2 separate regions of the Sus scrofa genome follow, and region 1 is linked to region 2. Evidence: chromatin contacts called from public Hi-C data. All regions are on one chromosome and are shown on one strand. The core of a region is the stretch at or near the end of the contact, and the rest is flanking DNA. Distances in the headings are between cores, read along the strand shown. Region 1 holds the start of TXLNG (gamma-taxilin). Region 2 holds the start of LOC100621626 (carbonic anhydrase 5B, mitochondrial).

Evidence for each region. A called contact is a pair of places that touch in the nucleus more often than the background predicts.
Region 1: a Hi-C map of liver shows a contact between it and region 2, with 12 times the contacts expected there. The contact joins the promoter of TXLNG here to the promoter of LOC100621626 in region 2. A contact is called at or near these places in 1 of 5 promoter capture datasets (liver) and 1 of 47 Hi-C or Micro-C datasets (liver).

What each region holds. Positions count from the first base shown.
Region 1 is chrX:13,225,650-13,231,160 of Sscrofa11.1, forward strand. It overlaps TXLNG (gamma-taxilin), which reads left to right and starts at 4,031. Exons shown (of 10, transcript XM_013985941.2): 1 at 4,031-4,220. The coding sequence starts at 4,119.
Region 2 is chrX:12,220,333-12,225,388 of Sscrofa11.1, forward strand. LOC100621626 (carbonic anhydrase 5B, mitochondrial) reads left to right here and starts at 3,793. Exons shown (of 6, transcript XR_002340663.1): 1 at 3,793-4,035.

The sequences.
Region 1 (5,511 bases), core at 2,781-5,280, 1.0 Mb after region 2:
TTATTTTTTAAATCTTACAGTGTCTGCCAGAAATGTGGACGTGTATAGAAAAGTCGAAATCAGCCAAATTCCTACAAAGGACCAGAATGAAAGTGAGCGCAGAGGGATGGCAACACTGTGTATGTCTGTGTGTTGTGTTAAATTAAGGGCTTGCAGTGGCCTGCCTCAGGGTTTCACACACCAGGGGTTAGATGGCTGTCATAATCAGAGGGTCCATATTCCATATTCCAGATTCTTGCTATTACAAATGCGTCTGTTAGTCACAGCCAAACAAGAGCAGAAGCTTGGCTAAGTAGAGAAATGAAGGTTAGAAATGGGTTTTCATTGGTGAAATTAGTAGCTTGTTGGCCAGTGTGAGAGGTGTCGGAAATGGACTCACCACGGTGAAATTAACAATATTCAAGACACGTGCGCGCTGCTTGAAATTTCTGAGCGTCTCCTCACACTTTCATTGACAAGCTACAAGAACCTAGAAACCTGAAGCGTGTTCCCTTAGACGAAATGCTACAGATCAAAACCTCTAAATGATGCTATGTCCAGCTCTGAACTCTGTGGGTGCCATTTTCCTGATATTGGCTATTATGAAGCCCAACAGAGTCCTGCCTCTGTAATTGTGGTAAGCTGGCCTCTGAATAGGACAGAGAGCTGAAGGCATCAATGAGCTTACTGCTTTGAAGAATTTTCTGCCTCAGGCTGCTGGCAGTTTTACCAAGCATCTGCATAAGGGGGCCCACATTCAGGTACACGCATAGTCTTTAGGAAGGTTGGGGTTGAGAGAATACCAACCCCCCCCACAACCGCTGGCAAGGAGCTCTTTGTCTTGTGACTTTCACCTTTCTGGCAGGTACAGTTCTTAAAAGAGTCAATAACTCCCTGAGCGAACCTGAGAAAAATTAAGGCAGACAGAACATAGGATGTCTCCTAAGGATTTGGAAATAAAAGAAATGATAGCCCTTGAAGACCTAAAATAAAAAACTACAGATCCCAGCAGAGATAAGCGTATTGCTTTACAAAGCCTTGGGCTAAGGCTAGACAGAAACCGCTTTGAAGGCATTTGAGATAAGATTCTAAACAAAGAATGGGTCTCTCAAAAATCAGGCTAGTCTGCGGAATTCCCATCGGGGTTCAGTGGTTAATGAATCTGACTAGGAACCGTGAGGTGGCGGGTATCGATCCCTGCCCTCGCTCAGTGGGTTAAGGATCCAGTGTTGACCTGACCGCAGGGGTGTAGATCACAGATGCGGCGCAGATCCGGAGTTGTTGTGGCTGTGGCCTGTTTAGGCCAGCGGCTACAGCTCTGATTGGACCCCTGGCCTGAGAACCTCCGTATGCCCAGGGTGGGGCCCCAGAAAAGACAAAAAAAAAAAAAAAAAAAAAAAAAAAAATCAGGCTAGTATGACCCAAGAAAGAAGAGAGTGATCTGAGACCCAGAGAGCCAGGCAGAAACTAGTCTTTCTCTCCCCAGCTTTGGAAACTACAAATCCTTGCTGCTGCTAAGCTGTCTTCCTTAAAAGCCAATCACTAAGCCTAGGGACATGCAAGAAAAGGGGAATCAGATTCCTTTTTTTGAAGGGAGAAGGATCGAAAAACTTGTGGACAGATTTAAAACACACCGTTGCCTCCAGTGAAGACATTATAAGAAGCAGATTGAAATTGATATTTCTCCTGGGAGCAGTAATAGCCATGTTTCTCTTAAGCACTCAGTTTAGGTTTAATATTTTGTAATGTTGTGAATCACTGTGTAAATTGTGTTTTCTTCTTTTCTCAGCTGTCAAGAAGCTTAAAATAAAAATTTCGCTCATGTTCAGCTTGTGGACAAGACCTCACGGTGTGTGTTTTATGGGCTGAACTCACCCATGACGTCATCTTATTTTTCCCCCATCCTTCTTTCACTTTCACTTTCTTCTCATTTCTCTATTTTTTTGTGTATAAACGAATGATGTGATATGTACCTACGCGATATGTATATCATGGCATATTGTGTCTATTTTACAAGCCTTCCAAATACCTTTGAAATAAGAATGTATATAAAAAATACAGTTAGGTATTTTTCATTTCTCTGAAGACTTGAGGTCACTTGCATAGTCCTTTTGTTTTCTTTGTTTTCTTTTTTGGCCATACGTACCCTTGGCATGTGGAAATTCTCGGGATTGAACCTGAGCCATAGCAGCAACCTGAGTCACAGCAGTGACAACTGCAGGTCCTCAACCCACTGAGCCACCAGGGAACTCCCTAAATGGATTTTTTTTTTTTTTCTTTTTAAAGCTCACTGTGCTATGTATATTTTCTAGGTCAATTTAAAAAAATGTTTAACATTTTTAGTAGCTGCATGGTGTTCTATGGTACCATAATTTAACTACAGTGCATTTTGACATCTAGTTCTCTGGATGTGTTAGAATCATTACCGATAGACTTATTCTGCATCTCTCTGGGACTTTTGCCTTTAAAAAGGTGAGGAGTGGTGGTTGAGGCCATGAGCTTTATACACAGTCTGGGTAAGATTCATTATCTACTACTCTAGTTTTGAAATCTCAAAACTGGACTGAGGAAGTTCCCTTGTGGTTCAGTGGATTAAGGATCCCACATTGTCACTGCAGCACCCCAGGTCACGGCATCCAGCCCAGGTTCGATCCCTGGCCCAAGAACTTCTGCATGCTTCAGGAGCAACCAAAAAAACAACAAAAAAAGCTGGACTGAGGTGTTCTGCCAGTGAAATAAAATAATGGTACTTCTCCCCAAATGTACAGAAATAATTAAAATTAATAGAAGTAATTAACCCAATATTGGAATCTACTCTCAAATAAGTTATTAAATTTGTGGTGCCTGCTACCACTGTTTTGTATTCTTTATTTTAAAAAATGGCATAGGAGGAGTTCCCCTGTGGCTCAGGGGTAAGGAACCCTACTAGTATCCATGAGCACTCCGGTTCCATCCCTGGCCTCGCTCAGTGGGCTAGGAATCCTGTGTTGCCATGAGCTGTGGTGTAGGTCACAGATATGGCTGGGATCCTGCGTTGCTGTGGCAGTGGTGTAGGCCAGCAGCTCTGATTTGACCCCTAGCCTGGGAAAGAAAAAAAAAGAAAGAAAAAAAAAGGCATAGGATTTACAAAAATTTTCATAATGAGTTATTTAAGGCAACATGTCAGGATTTCACGATGGTCTGTGACTATCAGAAACTCGGTCATTGGAACTCTGGTTCCATCAGATGTAAATGGGGAGTATTTCTGAGGATGGGGTATTTTCTCCATCTTTGCCCCAGTCACGTCAAGGAAAAAAAGAATCGCTTCAGCTAACCGAGTTAATTAAATTTCAGTGACGAAACGAGTGGTGAAGAAAGCAGGGTACGTTCAATGTGTATTAACCGCCAACTAAGGGGGGAGAAATGTGCTAGAAGCCGGGCAGTTCAGCCAAGATGAATACGACGCAGCCCCCACCCCGCAGGGCCTCAGGTCCAATAAACGATGCTGAGTGCTCAGTGGAGGGGAAGGAGTCGCGACAGGTGTTGGGGCCAGAAACTGTCAAATTACTGAGCAATTACAACTCTCCCACCTTGAAGCAATTACAACTTGCCCCCATCCCCCAATCATTCAGGCTCACTTCCGAAGAAAAGCAAGAAAAACAAAAGCACATCAATGTGCCTCCAATCCCGCTCCCTCGCAAACACTGAAATACTTCTAAACTTTTCCCCTAGGATAATACAGAGTACCTTCCGGTACAGGTACATCGCCCCTAAAAAACTACAAGTCCCAGGAAGCTGCATGCTCAGCACGGCAGAGTCTCTCCCCATCTCAAAACGCTGAATGACGCTCCAATCCTGATCCGGGCCTGAGAGCCGTGGCCGCGCAGCCTGCCGGGACTTGTAGTCCGTCCTAGAGTCCCTTTTTTCGTTCGCGCAGACTCGCGCGGCCTCCGTTCGCCCTTCGGCCCTGCAGAAGCCCGGCCCAGGCTCCAATGTTCCCCACCCCCATTCTGCTCAGTCCCCTCGGGGGCCAACCTCCTCCGGTCACGTGAGGAGTCCTGCAAACGGCGGTTGGCGGAGGGGTTCAGGGGCGGGGAGCGAGGCCCTGCGAGGTTCCGTGCCCCTTGTCGGGCCGCTTGTTTGGCTGCTGCCGTCACCTCATGGCGACGCGGGTAGAAGAGGCAGCGCGGGGAAGAGGCGGCGGCGTCGAGGAGGCGATTGAGGCCGGACGGGGCGGACGGCGACGCAGCCCGCGGCAGAAAGTCAGTCTGGGGGGCGCCCGCCTTGTTGCCGGGTCGGGGGAGTGCTGGGGCTAGCGAACTGGGGTCCACCTCTTCACACTCGCGGGTTACCTCTAGCCACGGGACGAACATCCGGCCCTCTTCCCTCTCGGGGGTGACGGCAGTGGGAGCAGGTGGGAGGAGTGGGACCAGGATGGATGTGGGAGGGGGCCATGGTTGGGGTTTGGAGGCGCGCGCGCGCGGCGGAGGCGGGAGGAGGGCAGGGGGGCGAAGCCTGGTGGGAGGGGGAAGGGGTGTTTGGCGGGGGCGCGCCAGGTGTGACAGCCACGTGCGGCCGGCGCCGCGGGGCCCCGGGCGCCAGGTGTTCCCGCTCCCAGCCGCCGCCCTCCACATGCTTGCCGTGTTCCCAGCGCTGGGCGCCGCCGTCGGGGAGCTGCCCGGGGTCACGGGCCGGCCCTCCTCGCGCGGGGCAGGTGCGCAGGGCGTGCTGCGGGGTTGCGCCCCGGCGGCGCGGTTGAGGCTGTTGCGCAGTAAGATAACCGCGCGGGAGCCGGGGCTGCACTGCGCCCCCCTTTACCCGCCCCCCTCCACCCCGCGCTCCCCGCCACTGCGCGGGCTGGCGAGCCGGGCCGCTCGGCCCGCGGGACCCAGGCCCTGGGGCTCGTCTCTGGGCTCCACGGATTTGGCTGCACGTGGGGCGGCCCTTGGGGACGGGATGTTGGCGGACCTGGGTCCCACAGAGTTGGGAGCAGCATCGCGGAGAGCTGATCTTCCCAATCAAGCCCTCATTCCCTCTTCTCGATATTCCCTCCCCCCCCCGGCCTTTTTTTTCTTTTTTTATTTGATGGGTGAAAACTCGAGCGCGTCCCCTACCTTGGCCTTTGGTCTCTTAATCTGGGAGTCAGTCTGGACCGTTTCCCTTGCCTTACTTGACTCACGTCAAGGAGCTTTCGGTGACTCCCTGGATACAGGAAAATCAAGACCTTCAGAACGAGAGAATTCCACTTGTTCTGGAGTCAGTGGGTGGAGTTCAAAAAAGATTGCACAACAAACGGGGTACAGGGCTGTCAGGGCCCAGGAATAGAGAAATGCGGGGAAAAGGACTAGAAAGGTGGAAGAAGGGCTGTAAAGATGGAAAGGTGGAAGTCTCTTTCCTTGGAGTTGAGCAGATTGAAATGTTCAACTTGTTGGACGTCCTGCTTTATCACTCGGGGCTATTTCGTGTTACTTAATTACGCATTTGAGTACTCAAAGATTGCTCCTGTAGAAAATTACGAAATAATATTTTCCTAATGCGATTTGTGTACTTGAA
Region 2 (5,056 bases), core at 2,543-5,042:
TCCCATAGCATCTTGTTCACATCGGTACATGTATCTACTGCCAACATGATTTGCTTTGGGGTCCCACAAATTTTAAGGTGGGTTCCATTTGTACTTCTCATGGCCCATGAATACTTAATAATTTAACAAGACTGAACTGACTTATCTGAATCATAAAATGGCATTCTAAGGACCTCAAGACTGTATAAATGAAGTATTATAAGGTACATTGCCATTTTTTTGACATTCCCAGCCAGAGAAAAACAACTCCCAGTATTCTTCATAAACAATGAAGCCCGGGCTATGGAAAATTTTTGCCTCCACTCCCATACTTTGATGCCCTTTTTAAAATGAGGGGGAAAAAAAGTGAAGCTACAATACACGAAGGCTCATCAAATTTTGCAGGTTAATCAATAGCCATAACCATCATGAACCTTGTCTTTTTTTCCACAGGGTAACATTTTTCTGCTTCAGAGAAAGTTAATCACTACTGTTGGGAAATAAAAATTAATTCAGACAAACTGAGTTAGTGTAATTTTGCCAACTTTATATTCCTAAGGCAGAAATGTAAAGGATAGTTTTGTAAGCAGAATGCATGTGTGCCTGTCTGCGTGTCTCACCATGTGCATGAATACCAATACATTGCCATGAGTCCCACAGTGGGAACTCAACCATTACTCTTTATGACACTTGTTTCCTACTTAGTTCATAGCGTCACTATGATGAAGAATCGGGATTTCCCTTGGGGCCAAAAGTCAAGAAAAACTAGGCTTGTCAAAAACAAACACATTAACGTGGAGGGTGTTATGCTAAGTGAAATAAGCCAGACACAGAAAGATAAATACCATATGATCGCCCTTATATGTGGAATCTAAAAAACACACAAACAAGAACAAAAAACCTAACCCACACATACAGAGAACTGATTGGTGGTTGCCAGAGGCAAGCGGTGGGGGTGGGGGAAATGGGTGAAAGTAGTCAAAAGGTACAAACTTCCTGTTATAAAATAAATAAGTCATGAGGATGTTATATACAGAAAGGTGACTACAGTTAATGTGTTGTATGTTTGAAAGTGGCAAAGAGAGTAAATCTTAAAAGAGCTCATCACAAGAAAAAAGCTTGTAACTATGTGTGTGTGTTAACTATACTTACTATGGTGACCGTTTCACAATATATAAAAATATTGAATCATTATGTGTACCCCTGAAACCAATATAATGTAATATGTCAATTATATCTCAATTTTTTAAAAAAGAGACCAGCATTTACCAAGTCCTTTTCCATCTATAACCAACCCCCTTACCACATCTTCCCTTTCTAATCATTTCTTGTCGCATCCAAAACCAAGCTGAGGAATTTCAAGCTAAAGCTCCTTGAGGCATGTAAATCAATGAAACTGGAACACACCCTCCCGCCATGCACAAAAATAAACTCAAAATGGCTTAAGGACTCAAACATAAGATAAGACACCATCAAATTCGTAGAAGAGAACATAGGCAAGACATTCTCTGACATCAACCTTACAAATGTGTTTTTAGGTCTCCCAAGGCAACAGAAATAAAAGTAAAAATAAACCAATGGGACCTAATCAAATGGACAAGCTTTTGCACAGCAAAGGAAACCATAAAAAACAACAACAAAAAGACAACCTATGGAATGGGAGAAAATAGTTTCAAACGATGCAACAGACAAGGGCTTAATGTCTAAAATATACAAACAACTTATACAACTCAACAGCAAAAAAGCCAACAACCCAATGGAAAAATGGTCAAAAGATCTGAATAGACATTTCTTCAGAGAAGATATACAGACAGCCAACAAGCACATGAAAAAATGCTCAACAGCACTGATTATTAGAGAACTGCGAATCAAAACTACTATAAGGTACCACACCTCACATCTGTCAGAATGGCCATTGTTAATAAGTCCACAAGTAACAAATGCTGGAGAGGGTGTGGAGAAAAGGGAACCCTCCTACACTGTTGGTGGGAATATAAATTGGCACAACCTCTATGGAAAACAGGATGGAGGTACTTCAGAAAACTAAATCTAGAACTATGACCCAGCAATCCCATTCTTGGGCATATACCCAGAAAAAACTTTCTTTAAGAAAGATACATGCACCTGTATATTCACTGCAGCACTATTCACAACAGCCAAGACATGGAAACAACCCAAATGTCCATCGCCAGATGAATGGATTAAGAAGATGTGGTGTATATATACACAATGGAATACTACTCGGCCATAAAAAAGAACAAAATAATGCCAGCAACATGAATGGAGCTAGAGACTCATATGAAGTGAATTAAGTCAGAAAGAGAAAGACAAATACCATATGATATCACTCATATCCGGAATCTAATACACAGCACAAATGACCTTTCCACAGAAAAGAAACTCATGGACATGGAAAACAGATTTGTGGTTGTCAAGGGGGAGGGAGTGGGATGGACCAGGAATATGGGGTTCACACATGCAAACTATTGCCTTTGGAATGGATAAACAATGAGATCCTGCTGTATAGCACTGGGAACTCTATCTAATCACTTATGATGGAGCATGATAATATGACAAAAAGAATGTATACATGTATGTGTGACTGGGTCACCTTGCTGTACAGTAAGTAGAAAATTGACAGAACACTGTAAATCAGCTATGATGGAAAAAATTAAAATCATTAAACAAATTTTAAAAATAAAATAGAAAAAAACAAAAAAGTTTCCTTGGTAAATATTCTTTACTAATTCTGTCAGATTTAGCTACTATTTTCTAAGAGGGGAGGATTAAAGTATTATGGATTTTAAGGAAAAATTGTGAATTTGTCCCTGCGAGTCTGAACATGTTTGTTACATATTTGTTTTACATATTATATTTACATATTTTAGGCAATGTTTTTGGTACATACATGTTGACGCTTTTTCTTCTGTCGGATTGTTTATCAGTAGATAGTCTTTTTCTTTTAATGCTTATTCTTTTATTTGTCTGATATGAATATTAATATACCAGCTTTCTTTCAGTGAATATTTACTTTTTTTTCTTTTGCTTCATTTTTAACTTTTCCAGGAGTTTTTGTTTTGGCATTTCTTTTTTTGTGTTTGAGAATAAAGATGATTTAAAAAAAACAAAACTCCTTTAGGTTTGCTCTGTCACTGGAACACAGTACTCCATAAACAGGATTTCAATGAATAACTAAATGGCTCATGGAAAGGGCCCTTTCCCTAGGAGTGCCATTCAGAGACTTTTGGACAGGAAAAAAAAGCTGGTAATAATAACCTCCTCACATTTTTCCTGTGGACCCAGAATTGTAAATGAAGTAAAGAAGATTAATCTCGGAGCAAGGGGCAGAGATCTTAAGTGTGGTGTTGTTGTCTCCACAGGCCCTAGACTGCAGGAGGGCACTAGGTGCCTAGGAAAAGTCGTGTGAAGGCGACATCAGGAAGTAGAAGGGTGTGCTTACTGCGTGCAGCCAGCTAGCATTTAAAGTCAGCTGAGGAGCTGGTAGGAACACAGTTCCAGTTGGTCCTCAGTTATGTTTCCTATCTGGTTTCTGCTCCTAGAGATGTGGTGTTTGGAACTGGGAAAAATATGAAGAAAGACTGTTTTTAGACGGGGATCAGATATATGCAGGCTTGTTTCACTCTATAAATGGCTCTGACATCTAGCTCTGAGACCTGGGCGACTTAGTTCGGGAAATTCGTGGGCCCTGGCTGTTCCACTCCGGCTTCCCAGGACCAGGCTCCGCCTGCAGAGGGAGAGCAGGAGGCGTGGACCTGGCCAGTGTGCAACTACAAGTGGATGGTCTGAGAATGCGGTGAGCAGCCGTGACGGAAGTGTAGGGAAATGCGCACGCGCGGAGTGAGGGTGCCCAACAAGGATCTCAAGATCTTAAGGTGGGGTGTGCGCTGAGCGCTGGGATTGGCCAAGACAAAGGAGAGGAGAACTTAGAAGAGAAAAAATGGGGCCCAGGACTGAGGGGCGGGGCCTGGACACCGTGGGAAGGAGCGTCAGCGACGGCAAACGTCGAGAGGGGCGTGGCCTAGGCCGAGCCAAGCGGTAAGCCCTGAAATTGTGGGACTTAGGCCGTGAAGAGCGTGGCGCAGCTGCCCGTAAGGGCAAGGCAGATTCGGTCGAGATTGCGGGAGCGGGGAGCTCTGGCAGAGAACGGAGGAATTACCAGAGTGGAAAGCCAAGAGAGGGACACAAGGGAGGAGCTTGGGGTCTGCGCAAGGAGTGTGGCCCGGAGGATAAGGGGAAAGCGCAAGGAAGAAGGGTCCAGGGGCGTGGACGCCGATGGAAAGGCGGTCCCAGGGGTAGTGTAGGGGACGCGAGTGACGTAACAAAAAGGACGGCCCTGTGTAGGTGCAGCGTAAGAACGTACCTTGAACGTGGGGACGCGGCGCGTCCCTGGGGGTGTGGCTTTGCTGCACTCAGGGGGTTCGACAAAGATGGCCCAGCTCCAAGTAGGGATGGGCCTGAGCGGAGGCCAGGGGCGGGACCAAGTTAGCGCGCAGGCGCTTGAGTGGAGCGGGATGCCCGCAGCCATGGCAGCACAGACGTAGTTGGGGCGGAGGGCAGGCGCAGACCCGGACCCTGGCTCGTCGGAAAACAAGTTCGGGTTCCGACGCGGGGAGTTTTGCCGGAGCAGTACTTCAGGCTTTGTCAGGACGTGGGCCGGGCGAACGAAGGCGTGACGTGATTGCGTATATGACGTGTGACGTAAGGGGCGGGACGAGGGGCGTGTTCAATATGGCCGCGCACATTAGCCGCTTCTGGTAGCTAACAGAGGGGTTTACGGTCAGCTAAACATTCTGGTAAGGTCGGATCGCGATATGGAGCGTGGACAGCAGGGGAACCTAGCCTAGCAAAGAGAACAGGCACCCTCCTGCACACGACCAGGTGCTGCACTGGGCCCTGGAACGAGGACAGGTGTTGGTCCCGCCAGGATGTGGGGGAAGAGGCAGGGAATTGCTCCTTTCCTACTCTCAACCCTTTTCCTCCGCTATGAGGTCTTCAGAAAACCACACCGCGTCCGGGTTTTGTGCATTTAACGGTAGAGCAGCTGTTAGAGAATTTT